2 separate regions of the Mus musculus genome follow, and region 2 is linked to region 1. A link is a contact called in public promoter capture Hi-C data. All regions are on one chromosome and are shown on one strand. The core of a region is the stretch at or near the end of the contact, and the rest is flanking DNA. Distances in the headings are between cores, read along the strand shown.

The links. Promoter capture Hi-C pulls out the DNA fragments that hold promoters and counts their contacts.
Region 2: a contact with region 1 is called in a promoter capture Hi-C map of hippocampal neurons, with 2.2 times the contacts expected there. A contact is called at or near these places in 3 of 39 promoter capture datasets (the 3T3-L1 cell line, the C10 cell line and hippocampal neurons), 1 of 130 datasets of targeted methods (pancreatic cancer cells) and 1 of 9 other capture datasets (adipose tissue).

The regions. Positions count from the first base shown.
Region 1 is chr19:33,235,917-33,243,501 of GRCm38.p6, reverse strand. It overlaps the pseudogene Rnls. Among named protein-coding and RNA genes, the nearest start is that of Mir3970, 83 kb to the right of the region's middle.
Region 2 is chr19:34,252,232-34,259,816 of GRCm38.p6, reverse strand. It overlaps Acta2 (actin, alpha 2, smooth muscle, aorta), which reads left to right and starts at 4,444. Exons shown (of 9, transcript NM_007392.3): 1 at 4,444-4,527; 2 at 7,241-7,392. The coding sequence starts at 7,264. It overlaps Gm31355 (a long non-coding RNA gene), which reads left to right. Exons shown (of 4, transcript XR_386664.1): 4 at 3,031-3,181.

The sequences.
Region 1 (7,585 bases), core at 1,657-4,156:
TTTTTAATTCTTAAAAGAAAGTTTAGTTGATTCTTCAGTTTTACATGATTGTCCAATGTTGCATGTTCACCAAAGAATATTTATCTGCAAGGCAGGGTTTTACTATTTCTATTCTGAATTTACTGAATGTTTAATAACCTTGTTGTAATTTAAACTGAATATTTTGTGTAATTATAAATCCCGTGGGAATCCATTTCAGAACATTGATTCCCTGAGAGTAGTAGTCATATAACTTTATAGATAGTGAGTCAGGACGATCAACACAATCACAAAAGTGTAGTATTTGTATTTGCTTTCTGATGAGAACACTTCAGCTGGTTATTGAGAGGACCTGGGATTGGTTGGCAGACCCCACATGGTGGATCATAGTCATCTGTAATTTCAGTTCTAAGGATCTGACAGTCTCTTCTGTCCTCTGTTGTCACCAGGCATGTGCATACATGCATCCAGGAAAACACAAGTGTATAATAAAAATAATAAATTTTCTTTAAAAAGAATATCTCTGTAGAATAGAAAATTATGATAAAGGATCAACCACAAACCCGTATCACCAAAGTTCCACAAAAATATCCTGATGGTATTCAATGCTTGCAATTTTGTGAAGTCAAAGTGAAGGATACTGTAGTGAGCTGACCTTGTCATTATCCTATGGGCTGACTATTAAGATCTTGTCGTCTTAATAACATCTGTGTTTGAAGGGCTGTGGCTCCTATTTTAGGAGCTGACCTTTACCGTTTTATGCAGCGCTGACAGTTCTTTGGCCTTTTGAGGAAACGTGCTATATTTCACATCAGTACAGCACTTTTTAATTTGTCTGTGAAACAAAGCGGACTCTCTACAGCTGACCTATGCAAAGTATTGCTGATAAAAATTCCTCATAAATGTATAGTTCTGCCAGTTATAAAAGAGCCACTTTGTTAGTCAAAGACCTTTAACTCTAAACTCCACCTTATACCTGGCATTTGATACCAAGATTCTATCATTGTTGGAAGCACATAAAAGGAAACTAAATTTCAAAGCTTTGACAATTATCTTCTCACGCCTGCTGCAAATCCATTAGACTAAATACCAATACTGTACTTTTTAGACCCTGCTATTTAAGAGCATCTATAATTTTAAAATATATAAAATTTTGCCTAAAATAAAACAACATTTCCCAGATGACTTCAGAAAAATAAAAGTAAAATAACTTAGCTGACCTCACACTCCCCTCGCCAAACATTTCGTGAAGTCCGGGAAGGCCAGATTCCCATCTTATATTACTGAGAATTCCCATATGGAAGTCTGTGGAAGAGTTCAGTGATGTCCCTAGTGGAAATTCTGACTGAGTTACATAGAATGAGAATATGATTTATAAACAATAAACATTAAATTCTTTAAGGTTTGATCTTGGCCCTTCAGGAAGCTCCAGATGTTAACTGAGAAAAGATACTCTTGGGGCTCTAATAACCTTGTTTCCTGGGTTCCCAAGAACTTAGTAGGTCTCTCAGCAACTGACTGCAATGTCTTCAAGGGGTGTAACTATATTTGTAAAATTACAAAATCATTTTTATCCAGTTTTCAATATGTTCAGAGCTAGGACTCATAGGCAGAATTTTAAGCAAAAGCCCAATATCATGTATGCAAGTGAGAATTTTAAGTACAAAAATTGCATATGCTTGTTGTAAAACATTTGAAAAATACAAAATGAGTGTCCATAAAAATAGCTAGTAAGCTTTTCTGATAAACACAATTCATACATTTCCCTTTGTAAGAAAAAGAGAGAAAATTATTAGGTCAGGTTATCAGGTTGTGGTTGAGTAATTTCAAAACCTGAACGTATGATTCACTGAAATCATTTCTCTAAGCAAAGGAGAGGGAACGTTTTTAATGTGCCTTGACTACTAAGGCAGATTTCCTGGGATGAAAATGAAAAGAGGGATCCTAGAAACTCAAAAGCAAGTCCGGTCATGTTAACTTCTGTCAGAAAACCAAAAGGGCAAGAAAGCATACAAGAAGTCACTCCCACAGGAGTATGGATCAGACACAAGGAGCAGGGCACCTGGAAACCTTCCAAATGTGTTGTCTCCTCTGCTTCCTGACTTTTTGTCAAGAAATGTATAAACACCTCTAGTCTAGGAGCTATAACAGACTCCTTTACAGAGTGTGATGGTTATCCCTAAGGAGTCGCTGTGTGCCAAGCTTCTTATCTAGGACTATTCCTGCTATCCTTACATACTATACTATGGACGATATATCTCACCTTAACATAAACCCAATCACATCTTACTGTTGTGAGCAATTAGCAGGTAGAACAATAGCGATGGTAAAACAAGTAACTTGCCCCCTTTGGCTTATTTATTTTTATTTCATGTGTGATGTTGTTTTGCCTACATGTATGTCTGTGCAACATGTGTATGCAATGTCCATAGAGGCCAGAAGAGGGCATCAGATCCCTTGGAACTTGAGTTAATGATTGAAAGCCTCCATGTGGGTGCTGGGAATCAAAACCTGGTCCTCTGAGAGTATCCAGTGCTCTTCACGTTTCCAGCCTCAAGTAACTTGCTTAATTACACAACAAATAAATGCATGTGAAGTCAACTGTTTACTCTACAGACACACAGCCAGAGTCACTGTGGTCACCATATAGATCCACTGAGAAAACAATTGACCAAGTACCAATCAACACACTCTAATAAATTATGTATTTGAAGTTTGAGATATGAAATTTCAGTTTAATCAATGGAGTCAAAATTAGTAATCTATCTTTGGCTAAAACTACAACCTCCATGTGCTTTGGAATTTTAGTTCTTTTCAGAGCCATATGGCTTCTGAGTTCATCACGAGCTCCAACTGCAGCATGGATGGTTTATATGGGGAGAGGTGTAAGCTGTTTCAACTATTTTTAGGCTCCTTTGCCCATATGCCTAAAGAATTTCATCCCTCTCGGTGAAATCACCCTTCTACCCTGCCAGAGTGTCTCTGTTCAAACAGATATAGTGGCTCAAATGTATAATTCCAGAGCTTTTCATGCTGAGACAGGAGGATAGCCATGGGTCCCAAGGCTACAGAATGAGACAATGTCAAAAAGAAAAAAAATTGAACCTGAAGAATGATGGTCTGCCTACAAGCTCACACATTCGATCTAGCATCTGTTTGCTTCCCATCTGAGCCGAATGGTACATTGGTTGGAGAAAACATTTAAACCTAGAAGATGGGGGTGGATTTTAGCCTTCCCTCTACTCATCTCTTCCAGTGTTCTAGATATCCACACCCTGACTTTCTCCCTATCTCTCTCAAAACCTATTCCTCTGTGCTCATAATCAGGTTTCTACTCTTTCACTGCAGTAGATGTGAGACCACAGAGGCAATCTGGTAAAGTCGTTAAAATCAATTTAAAAGCCAAGATTGGTTAACTGACTGGATCCCTTGATGGCAAGGGTCATTCATTTACAAAAGAGTTATGGAAATATTTATAGTACTTTTTGAAGGAAGAGTTATGACCAACAGGCAGCTAGTGAAAAAATTACCTATAAATTTCAAAAGAATCTTTCTGCATTTGTTATTTTCCCATGCGAAAAATCTATACATATATTTTGAGATTTCATATGAGAAGGAATTATAGTCAGAGATGAGGCTGTAAAGCCATGACTATAAATAATCTAAAACCCAGAATTCTCATACATGAAGACTTTGAAAAGAGATTTGTACAAGCACACATATTGATAATATGAGATCATAATGTGAGCCATCAAATAACAAAGAAAAGAAACAGAAACTGGGCCCTAAAACAGTGTAAACAACAGACCCTTCCCTCTGACATCAATAAATTTCCTCATCTCTAAAATTAAGCCATGTGAACGTCCTTATCTGCTCTCATTTCAGATTGGGCATTATTGACCACCTTTATCTAATACACATGGAAGGCTTACCACTGTGCTAACAATACTTCTCTTGGGGGACAAGCTTCAGTGAAAAAAGACCAAGCTATAAACCTTCTACATATTTCTGTGAATAAATTGAGGCATCAAAAATAAATGAATAATGAACTTCTTATAGTTCCTTTAAAGTGGGAGATGTGTTTCCATAGAGCCAGCCTAAGTAAGATGACTCATGGTAGTTCTGCTAATGATTTCAGAAATGGTTTCCATTTATTCTATTTCAATATTAACATTCCAGTGAAGACTTTTGTTTTCACATGAAATATAAGATTGGATAATCAAATTAAAGCCATGGTTCTGAGGGGCGTGCCTAATAAGCTGAAAGGATGGGCAGAAGGTACAGACAAAAAGAAGCCTCATCACAGTCTCTATAAGAGGAATGGAGGAGAGCGTGGCTCAGATAACTTTTCTGAAACATAGTTCATCTTAGGAATTATAGACAAAGAAAGAGCTTTTAATGTTTTAGGACAAACTAAAAATTAAAACAGAGAACATTTGCTAGCATCTTGGAGAATAGCTATGAGTACAAAGCAGCCATACTGTAAGATAAATTGACAACGTTTAGGAACACACACTGTATGTATGCATGTATGTATGTATGTATGTATGTATGTATTATGTATGAATATATGTATTAACAGCGATTAATGAAATACAGGCCATAAATCTGAAAGAGAACAAGGGGGTTTATGTGGAAAATTTTGGAGTGGAGAAAAATTGTGTCATTATATTTTAATCTCAAAAATAAAAAATAAACAAATAAATTAAAAAGGTTTATGACTTTTTTCAAAGGCTTAAATTGATAAGGCCTGCATAATGGCATAATGACGACATAATCTGATATACCAATGTGAATGGAGGAAATTTCACAGAGCCCCAACCCCAAATAAAGAGAAAGAGTCAGTTGATGGCCACTGAGAGAGGCAGAACCAGGTTTCTCCTGAGATGATCTCTCTAATAGATTGTCCAGTCTCAAGTGGCCAACCCTAAAAACATGTACATATGAGCAACATTCAAATGGACTCAGTGTGCAGTTCTAAGTAATAATTATGTATATAATATCACAAACACATAGAGATGATATCATATTTGAGAAGTAGAGGAAATCATGAGAACATGAGAGGAGTTGGAAGGAGGCATGTAAATAATGTAAACACAGTATTCATTTATGACAATCTCAAAAATATTTGAAGATTAAATTAATGTAAAAATCAAATTCATATACTGTCAAGTTGTGATGGATAGTTCAAAGTATACTTGCCTTATCAGGGAATGGAACATTTGCCATTCATGCCCGTTACCATGCCAAAAGCAGTGCTAGCACATACATGCTTAAAACTTAACATTTGTGGGATGAATAAAAGAATGTCAGGTGGTAGTGGGAATTAAGTAATTCTGCAAGGGAGTCAGCACCAGGTAACAGGTGGAATATATGATCAAGAACAGATAACAGCTGGAACATATGGTCAAGCACAGCACCAGCTCACAGCTGGAACATATGGTCAAGCACAACACCAGCTAACAACTGGAGCACCAGCTAACAGCTGGAACATATGATCTAGAACAGAGGAGAGAAGCAGGAAGAGGGAAAAGATCAAGAACAGAAAATGCTGCCGGGAAGTGGTAGTGCACGCCTTTCAAAGTCAGCCCGGTCTACAGAGTGAGTTCCAGGACAGCCGGGGCTGTACAGAGAAATCCTGTCTCCAAAATCCAAAATGAAAAGAAAAAGAAAAAAAAAAAAAAGAACAGAACAGAACAGAAAATGTTGTCCAGCCTACAAAATGGTCAGCCCTGAAAACAGACACATGCAAGTAACATATGGACTGAACAGGTTGTATATGTATGTATGTACATAGAAATGCATTCTTACAGTAACAGATAGTGAAAAAAGTGGCCATGAATTTGAAAGAGAAAGTAAAGAGGCATGTGGAAGGGGTGAGAGGGAGGAGTAGGAAGGAAGAAATAGTGTAATTAAAGAAAAAGGAGACATCAGTGCTGGAGCCGAGAGCGGAGCCTGTGACATCTAGAAGCAGCTGGGAGTAAGGAGACTGATTCTGGCCCCAACTTTGACTCATCATGTGACCTCAGTCTGAAAATCTGATTATTTCTTATCGATGTTTTTCTCACTTCCTAGGGACATAAGAAATTTATCAAACAAGTAGTGAATGAATATTTTTTTCTTGAGGGCTGAAAATCAAGACCTGTCAAAAAATATGTGGAATTTTCAGTTTCTTTTCAAAATTACTGCTAGGGTGAACACTATGCATTCGGCCATTGTTTAAAACGTGCCACTTTCTGGCATGTAGTATGGGTAAACATGCATGGGTACCCATGCATGTAGGCATGGGTAAACTTTTCCATATGTTAGTAAAGTAGTTTGAGGCATAATCTATGAAAAGCAATTGGAAAGCTGTGGAACTTTTAGGATCACTTTGTTCTCTGTATTGCTAGTGCGTCCCCGCCTCTTGGTCACTGTTCTGCCCTTCTGCAAACCACCTTTCTTACTGTCACACATGACCACTTCTTCCTAATTGGTCCATGTTTCCTTTTCAGAATGTTTGCTCTCACGCTTGATATTATTGATACTATCAAACACACACACAAATTGATACTATCAAACACACACACAAATGTATGTATATATACAGATATTCACATATATACAAATATATATTTGTACATAACTATATACAACTATATGCATAGTTCCATTATTCACAACTTTCCACGCCCTTATCTTTGGCTGTGTAGAATGTCATTCTGGAGTTTTCTGTCACTTCCCCTGCTGCTGTGGTTGGAACATGGTTTGTGCCACCTGACACTTGTTAAACTTGGATTGCTTATGGGTGTTTGATCAATAGTGTTTGGAGGGGGGACATCACAGCAGGTGCTTGGCTCATGAAGACAGAACTTCCTTAACTGGCTGAAGCTTTTCAAATGAGCGTGACCTCTCACTTTTATGTGGCTAATCTATATACATTTAGAATGGATTGTTATGGAAGAGCCTTGGCTTCCTTTGGCTTCCTCTTCTCTTGCTTCCATATTTGCCATGGATCTTTATCCAATGGGGTCCTCACCAAAAGCCAAACAGATTCAGCCACTCAGGCCTTTCAGGCCTTTCAGGCCTTTCTGGGCTCCAGAATTGGAAGCCAAAATAAACTACCTTTCTTTATATATTACCAATCTCAGGTTCTATTTTCACAACCAAAAATACACTAAGGCACCTGATCCAAAGGTTTATAAATGAAATTAGAGCCACAAATACGTGAATACCGATCTCCCATTTGTTATGAACCTAAGCTAATTACTCAAGCTAAATCATTCTCTCCATCTGCACAATAAGCTGAACATAGCTTCATGCAGTACCTTTCCTAGAGAGAGAATTTCATGAGGAGAAGACCTGATACCTGGTACATAGTAAACAGTAGGATGGACACAGAAATTGTCATCGTGGTGTCCCCTTCCCTCCAGCCACATTGCTTTGCTTTCAGCTCTCCTCATTTCCTTTCTGAATTCTGACATTGTTCATCTCGTTTATGCTTCCTCCACCAGCCTCTCATGGTTCCATTCTCTACCAGGAAATAATATTAAATATAAATTGTTTCATATCATTGTGCTTCGTAAATTGCTTTGGAACACAGTGAATTGTAGAATAAACAGAGACC
Region 2 (7,585 bases), core at 3,195-5,694, 1.0 Mb before region 1:
TGAGGACCTGAGTTTTGGTTCCAGCACCCCATCTGGAATCCTAGCACCAGGGGATCGAATGCCTTCTTGTGTTTTTTGAAGCATGCACATGCATACCACACACAAACACAGACTAAAATAATAAAAATAAAAACATTTTCCTTTTGGAAAGATAGCTTCAGAAACAGTGGATGTCACTCACTGTGACACACAAGTAACTTTTGAGCCATAAACTTTCAACACTTGGTCAAGCAGGACTCGTGGTGATAGTTTTCTTCTCTTTCAGCTTGCCTTGCCTACACTTGTTCTCTGAAGTTGATGGCTTAGGAGTGGTGTCTTTTTCTATTTTCCACAGCATGAGTAGGTTGCTTCTTTTCTGCAGCATTCAATATGCATCCTTTGGATATCACTGGCGACGGACCATTCTTCTGTGAATTCAGCCAGCCTTTTTCTTTTCGTTAACCATGATTCCTCTAAATTGTACAGACACACGTCTAAAGCTGGATCTACTGACATTGTGCTTAATGCTAAGTGTAGAGTGCCTGTTGTGAATTATAACAGTGGCTCTAATGTACTGTGAACTACTCATGGACATGGAGCTGCTCTGTACACAGCCTTTTATTCACAGATGTTCTTGGATCCTTCCTTGACCACACACCCTTTTATTCAGATGGTACTTGCTCTTCTTTGACATTTCTTCCAAGGTCCAAACTTATCTCTGTCTTTCTCTGTATCTCTGTCTCTCGCCCGGTCTCTCTCTTCTTGGTATGCTTTCTTCCTCCTTGGATATACTAGGATTTCAATTTCAAAGCACACCTTGGTGAAAGCATCAGCAATTCTGCTTCTATTCACTGTTTGGTGTCTAGAGGATCCATAATTTGATTTCTGGACTAAGTAACTGACTATTATCTAGTCTCATCAGAAGCCAGGGAACACACCTACCCACTGTTTCAGCCACACAAAGAGAATTATAATCAAGTGGAACAAGCTCCAGTATTCATGTGATTCTTGGACATTTAGACATTTGCATGAAGACCTAATTCTCAAGGTTAAAGACGCTTTTAAAAGCAGATTCCTGGCTGGATAACTATACAGATATTCCATCCTAAGGAGGTGAAGTATAGCTCTCAATTCTTTAAAGATAGTTGTTTATAATGGAGTCCATGCGAAAAGTACTGTGATGAACAGCTTGATGAGCCAGGTCGTGGTGGGGGCATGCCTTTAATCACAGCACTCAAGACTTGAGCAGCTGCCTTTTTATACAACCCAGATCTACATGCCCAGGGATGGTACTGCCCACAGTAGGCTGGTTCCTCCCACATTAGTCATTAATGAAGAAGGTGACCCACAAGCTTGCCTTCAGGCCAATCTGATGGAGACATTTTCTCAGTTGAGGTTCCCTCTTCTCAGATGACCCTTGCTTCTGTCAAGTTGACAGAAAACAACAACAACAAACCAAAACCCCCAAAACAAACAAACAAAACAATTAACCATCACAGGCATGAATCAAGGAAATGCTAATAAAGGATGGTCTTCAGTTAATAATAATGCATCAATGTTAGTTCATCAATTGTGATAAACGTACAACAATGCTGGAAGATATCAATCATAGCAGACTGAGTACAGCACAGAGAGGAACACTTTCTTTTTCATTTTTTTTTTTTTGTAAATCAAAAATATATCTTCAACTGAAAGGTTTAAGTTATGATTCAGGGGGCTATTAAGGTAAATGGTTCTAGCTTTATAAATAACCAACACAGTGTCCTATGGATTCTGATGCAGACAGGCTATAAGCTTTGCTCAGAGGTATTTAGGGTACTGTAAACATTTTCATCCTGGGCAATGAATTATAATATGGGTTCTGGGGTCAATATTCTCTTTTAGCTGACCTACTAGCAGTCTGAACATTGGAATTTGTTAAGCCTTTTGGGTAATTTAGTTGTAATCATGTTTAAAACTTACAATACCTGTGATTTCTAATATGGTAGTCTATCCGAACTGAAATTTAATATCGATGAAATGAAATGAGGTTGAGGAGAGATGTCCCAATGGGTACAATGCATGCTGTACAAACATCAGGACTGGAACTCTGGTCCCCCAAATCCACATAAAAACCTGGCAGATATGCGTTGGCTGGAGCTGACTGGCTAGCTAGGTGAGCCAAATCAGTAAGCACTGGGTTCAAGTGAGAGATCCTGTCTAATAGATCACATGGAGACAAGCAGTATAAACCCTATCACCCCCTGGCTTTCACAGACCTACATATGCACAAGCATGTGCCCCTGCACATGTGAATATACATACAAAGGCATGCACACCCCACATACATACCAAAGCAAAGATGAAATGAAATAGAAATGTCAACTCTACACATTTGAGTGGTCAGTAGTTGCATGTGTCTAGTGGCTACTGCATCAGGCATTGCTGATGCTGGGCATTCCAGTAAGTACCAGTGCTAACTCAGCAATACCATGCTAAGTCAGCTCTGGACTGGGTCCCAGTGAGGACTAAAATGGTCTCCAATTCTCAAGGGCTGTACTGTAAATCATCACTAAATCACATTACCAAGACATTCTGTGATATCTTGGAGCAATGCAACTGGAGATGACTCTTGAATGAGTGCTTATAGCTTGGATTTATTTTATAGTTTCCCTGAACTGCAACCAAATGACCAGATGTGCTCCCTCTAATCAGTCCATAACTCCTTGCATTCATGGCTGCCAACTCTGGGAGTTATCTAAGCACTGGATGGAACTCTGCTTGTATATTTGTACACACTTATCCAATGGGGCTTTCTCTCACGGAAGAGACGTGAGTTGGATATAAAATCTCAAACTCATACAGCAAGACCATTAATTACTTGCTTAGAAAAAAAATGAGCAAATCCTCCTTGGTAACTTCAAATTGCTTTTTCTAATTCTTAAAAAACAAAAACAAAACAAGAAAACTTAAACCTTATTCATGTATTAATATTCTGATTACTGAAAAAGACAACCACTATAAACAAAAAAAGTTATAATATTATCAAAGCTCTTTTCTTGTCTTTTAAAGGAATTGCCAGCTCGTGAAGTGACCAAGACAACACTCTAACACTCCTGAAGCAAGACATCAACACAGAGATCCGTGCCTGGGACTAAAGTAAAAACCAAAACCAAAACCAAAGCAAAACATGGAATTTTGCTTTACACGATGCCTATGATAAGGACCCATTGGATTAATCATAAATGTCCTACTCTGTCTTATACTATGCGATCTCTGTATTTGAGCAGACAATGTATTTCTTAGTCGATAGAAACCAGATACAGAGTAGAAAACTCTTGAGCAACACAAAGAAACCACATCATTGTTTAGCAACTATTAGATTCTCCTAAGAGTCACCAGTGTAATTTCTCAAAGAAAACTATGCATGCGCTCAGGTGGACACCATAAAACAAGTGCATGAGCCGTGGGAGCGTGAGTGGACAGCTGCTGCCATTCACCCTGGGGTTTCCCTAACATGTGCACAGTTCAGAAGCACTCCCAGAATCCATCCAAAATATCTCTATCGTGAATGGAATCAGAACCTTGGCTTGCAGGAGGAAAGTACAGAAATGTAAAGTCACTGACTGTCCATCAAAGCCAACGATCTGATGCCTTTGAAGAATGATAGGGTCACTTGAGGTCACTTGATCTCTGTTTCTGTCCAGTGGGCTCATAGTCATGGAGGAGAGTGAGCAGGCTTCATTTCAACATTTCAAATTTCTTTTACAAAGTTTTTTTTTTTTATTTTTTTATGACAGGGTGACTGGTGATCTCTGTGGGCAAAGGATGGTCCTTAATCATGCTGTTAAGGGTCAGTAAAAAGCCAGCAACATGCGGAATGTTAAGGGTTAAAGCAGTTACAGTGATTCTGACTTCTAAGTTACTCTTTGGGCAACACAGGCTGGTTAATCCTCACTACATACTTCAGTTCCTGGTTTCATTACTACAACACAAAGACACAATGTATAAGTACAATGTAGCTTCCATAAAAACATGACTCCTCTGCATATTTATGGGTGACTCGAAGCATCTTTTGATCTAGGCTACCTTTTGCAACAGTGTTGCTTAAAAATCGCAGCTAGTCAGAGACAGGCCCTTCCTTATCCAAGTCCTCAGCTAATGGCCCAAAAGACTAGCCAGACAGGGGCTGGCATCTTCTGAGGAATGTGCAAACCGTGCCTGCGTCTGTCCCATGACACTAGCCCAGTGTCTGGGCATTTGAGCAGTTGTTCTGAGGGCTTAGGATGTTTATCCCCATAAGCAGCTGAGCTGCCTCCTGTTTCGGGAGCAGAACAGAGGAATGCAGTGGAAGAGACCCAGGCCTCTGGCCACCCAGATTAGAGAGTTTTGTGCTGAGGTCCCTATATGGTTGTGTTAGAGTGAACGGCCAGCTTCAGCCCGTCTTTGCTCCTTGTTTGGGAAGCGAGTGGGAGGGGATCAGAGCAAGGGGCTATATAACCCTTCAGCGTTCAGCCTCCCGGGACACCACCCACCCAGAGTGGAGAAGCCCAGCCAGTCGCTGTCAGGGTAAGTAGCCCCAGCCCAGGGATATGACTTCGAGTTTTCCCAGGCTCTTTTATCATCCAATGTAGCCAGACATTGTCTGTGGGAATCTGAATGACTCACGTGTTTTGAATTTTTGAATAAAGATTTATACTGTTAAAATGATTGTAGCTTTTTAGCTTGCATGATTTTACATCCGAATAGGGCTGATTTACTGGAAACAACGCTTGATTTACTGGAAAAGGAAATGGATAGAAAATTAAAGTTTGTTCATGTGTGTCATCTGCAAAACCTGTTTACACTAAACCAACTGCTCTGATCCCGCAGCGTACTGTAGGGGTGGAGTCTAGCTGTATGTGGTAAATTATACGTTTGTTTCTACTTAGGCAAAAGTTGGAAACTTTTGGATGTATCATGATGTAGCATGAGGTATTTAGTGCAGCTGAGGTAACTGGAAGTGAATATCAGGAATGAACTGAGGTAGTTGCCTGCTCTCTGATGTTGGCTGAGTGGACGCATTGCTTCTGGGTTTCCGGGGCTCTAAGAGCTGGTGTCCTATGCTGGAAATGTGTATCTTGTGAGTGTGTTGGTGCCCTTACAAGTCAGACCTATGCCATTGGTCATTTGCAGCATAGCATAGCTTTTCTACTTTCTGCAAAGAAAGGAGGAAGTGTCTCATCCAGGGGAGATCTGATTTGCATTTCTCTGCCTCACGTGTCCCTCAGCCGCTTAAGTATCTGTGGAACCAGCCTTGCCACCCCACATTGTAACTCAGGGCTCGGTAGCTTCATCAGGGAATGGAGTTTTCTCGATAAGATTTTCCTCCTGTTTTGTGATTCATGACTAAATATGGTTTGCATTTGAGACTCATAAGCTGGGAAGGGTACTGTCCTTTCCTCCCCTCCCCCCTCCCCCCAACAATTCATTTTTGGCACCAGATGAGCTCCACTGGGCTGCACCAAACTCCCCGCCCCGGTGCAGTTCCAAAAGCAGAGGCTGGAGCCCAGTGTGTTTTACCTAATTAGGAAATGCTCCCCGCTTCAAACCGAGCTGCTCATTCAGGTTAGATAAGAGTTGCAAACCACAGCGGCTGCGTCCTCTGGAAACACACAGACTTCTTCTCCAGTGACAACGCTCCTTTCAGAGCTTAATAAGACAATTTTTTCCTGGATATTTTTGATGAAATAGAAATACATCTTTACGGAATTTGACAGTATTTTTTCCTGCATTTTTTTAAAAACCAGGTAGCTTATTTTTCTGAATATACTAAGGCACAACCTTAAGCCATCCTGCCCAACAAAAAGTTTATGTGGGTTATCCTTCCCCATTTTCAGAGGGTATCCTAATTCCAAGTGGCTTATCCCATTTGCAGCCCTGGTGCTAAGTATGGAAAACAGGCTTAGTGGACACACAGACTCTCTGCTGGTCCTTTGGTGGTTTCTGCCTCTGCCAGTCACCTGGCTTCTGTGCCTCCTTGTGGTTTGAAACTTTCTTCTGAGTCCTTATCATCCACTGGAAAGGAAGCTAAGTATAATTCAGAGTCTGAAAGGAAAGGCATAGTGGAAAGAGGAAAGAGCAAACTGCTGAAGAAACCCATTTTCCCATTCTTGCAAGGGGAACACATTGAAGATTTCACTCTGATCTTGAGGACAGGGTTGAAAGAAAACCAAGATCGCAAACAGAATCTTTGGGTAGGGATAATAGTTACTTGATGATATCCACGTGCAATGCTTGTACAACACTCTGGATGTCCTTTGAAGCTCTCAAAAATCCAAGCTTAAATGTCAATTCCTTAAATTGTTGTTAAAACAACCCTAAGGGGTATATACTCAGTTAATCAAGCTTAGAAGAAGATACCAGAGCTCAGGGAAGAAAAAAAATCTACAAAAGCTGATGCTTGCCACTTCAAAAGAATCCTAGTAAACATTTTGGACAGAATAAGTAAGCTTTGGGGGTAGAGGAACAACTCACATTTTATTAAGGTCATATTCTGTCTCTTTCTGTAACTTATTAGTCTTAAACAAGAATAGCTCTCAGCAACCTGTTGGGTTTTCAGCTTAACAGTGACTTTAATAAATGAAGAAATGTTATAACTCGTAAAATTTCAAACACCATATTTGGAAATTTCTATCCAAGTTTCCATATTAGACCAGCTCCTTAACTTGTGATCCTCCTGCCTCAGCCTCCCAAGTGCTAGGATCATAGGTGTACATCATCACACCCAGCCTTGATTCATATTTAATACCTCACCGGCTCACAAGTCTTTAGAGCCAAAAGTTTTCTCTTTTAAACATTTAATATGAGTAAACATTTTAACATTTTCAAATTCTCACATGCTGCCCATTCCTTGAAAATCTACCTTTGGTGGGGGGGGGGGGGACTATATATATATGTCCCTATAGAACTCTGCTCTCTACACTGCATCTCTCATCTGTGCTCTGTGATCTATTCACACACTAATGCTCTGACCAGCTTGAGAGTGTTATAAGAGCCTGTGACACTCCCGCTCTTTGTGCTGAGGACTTGTGGTGTTAACCTGGAAGTCAGGGTTTCGGATCATCAAAGGCTTTACAGCCTAGTGAAAGCATTTCAAGATAAAGGGTGTTAGTTGAGAACTGTGGAGAGCCTCCAGCTAAAATAACACAACAGGACCAAGAACCCTGTCTGTGGGTGGGAGTGACTAGGCTCTAGCCAAATGCTCTGCGCTACAGTAGCTTCTCGCTCGCTGTCTCTGCAGAACCCTGAGACGCTGCTCCAGCTATGTGTGAAGAGGAAGACAGCACAGCCCTGGTGTGCGACAATGGCTCTGGGCTCTGTAAGGCCGGCTTCGCTGGTGATGATGCTCCCAGGGCTGTTTTCCCATCCATCGTGGGACGTCCCAGACATCAGGTGAGCCATAATTCACATTGAACGCGGAGAGGACAAGACTTTAGGCTAGATCCCTCTGTGTCTACATGTATCCCACAACTGTGTATTGCTTTCTACCCAGAGTTTACAAAACCTCATGAAAAACATATCTGTGATAGTCTGGGATATAACCTAGTGGTTCAAGGTGCACACACACACACACACGCACACACAC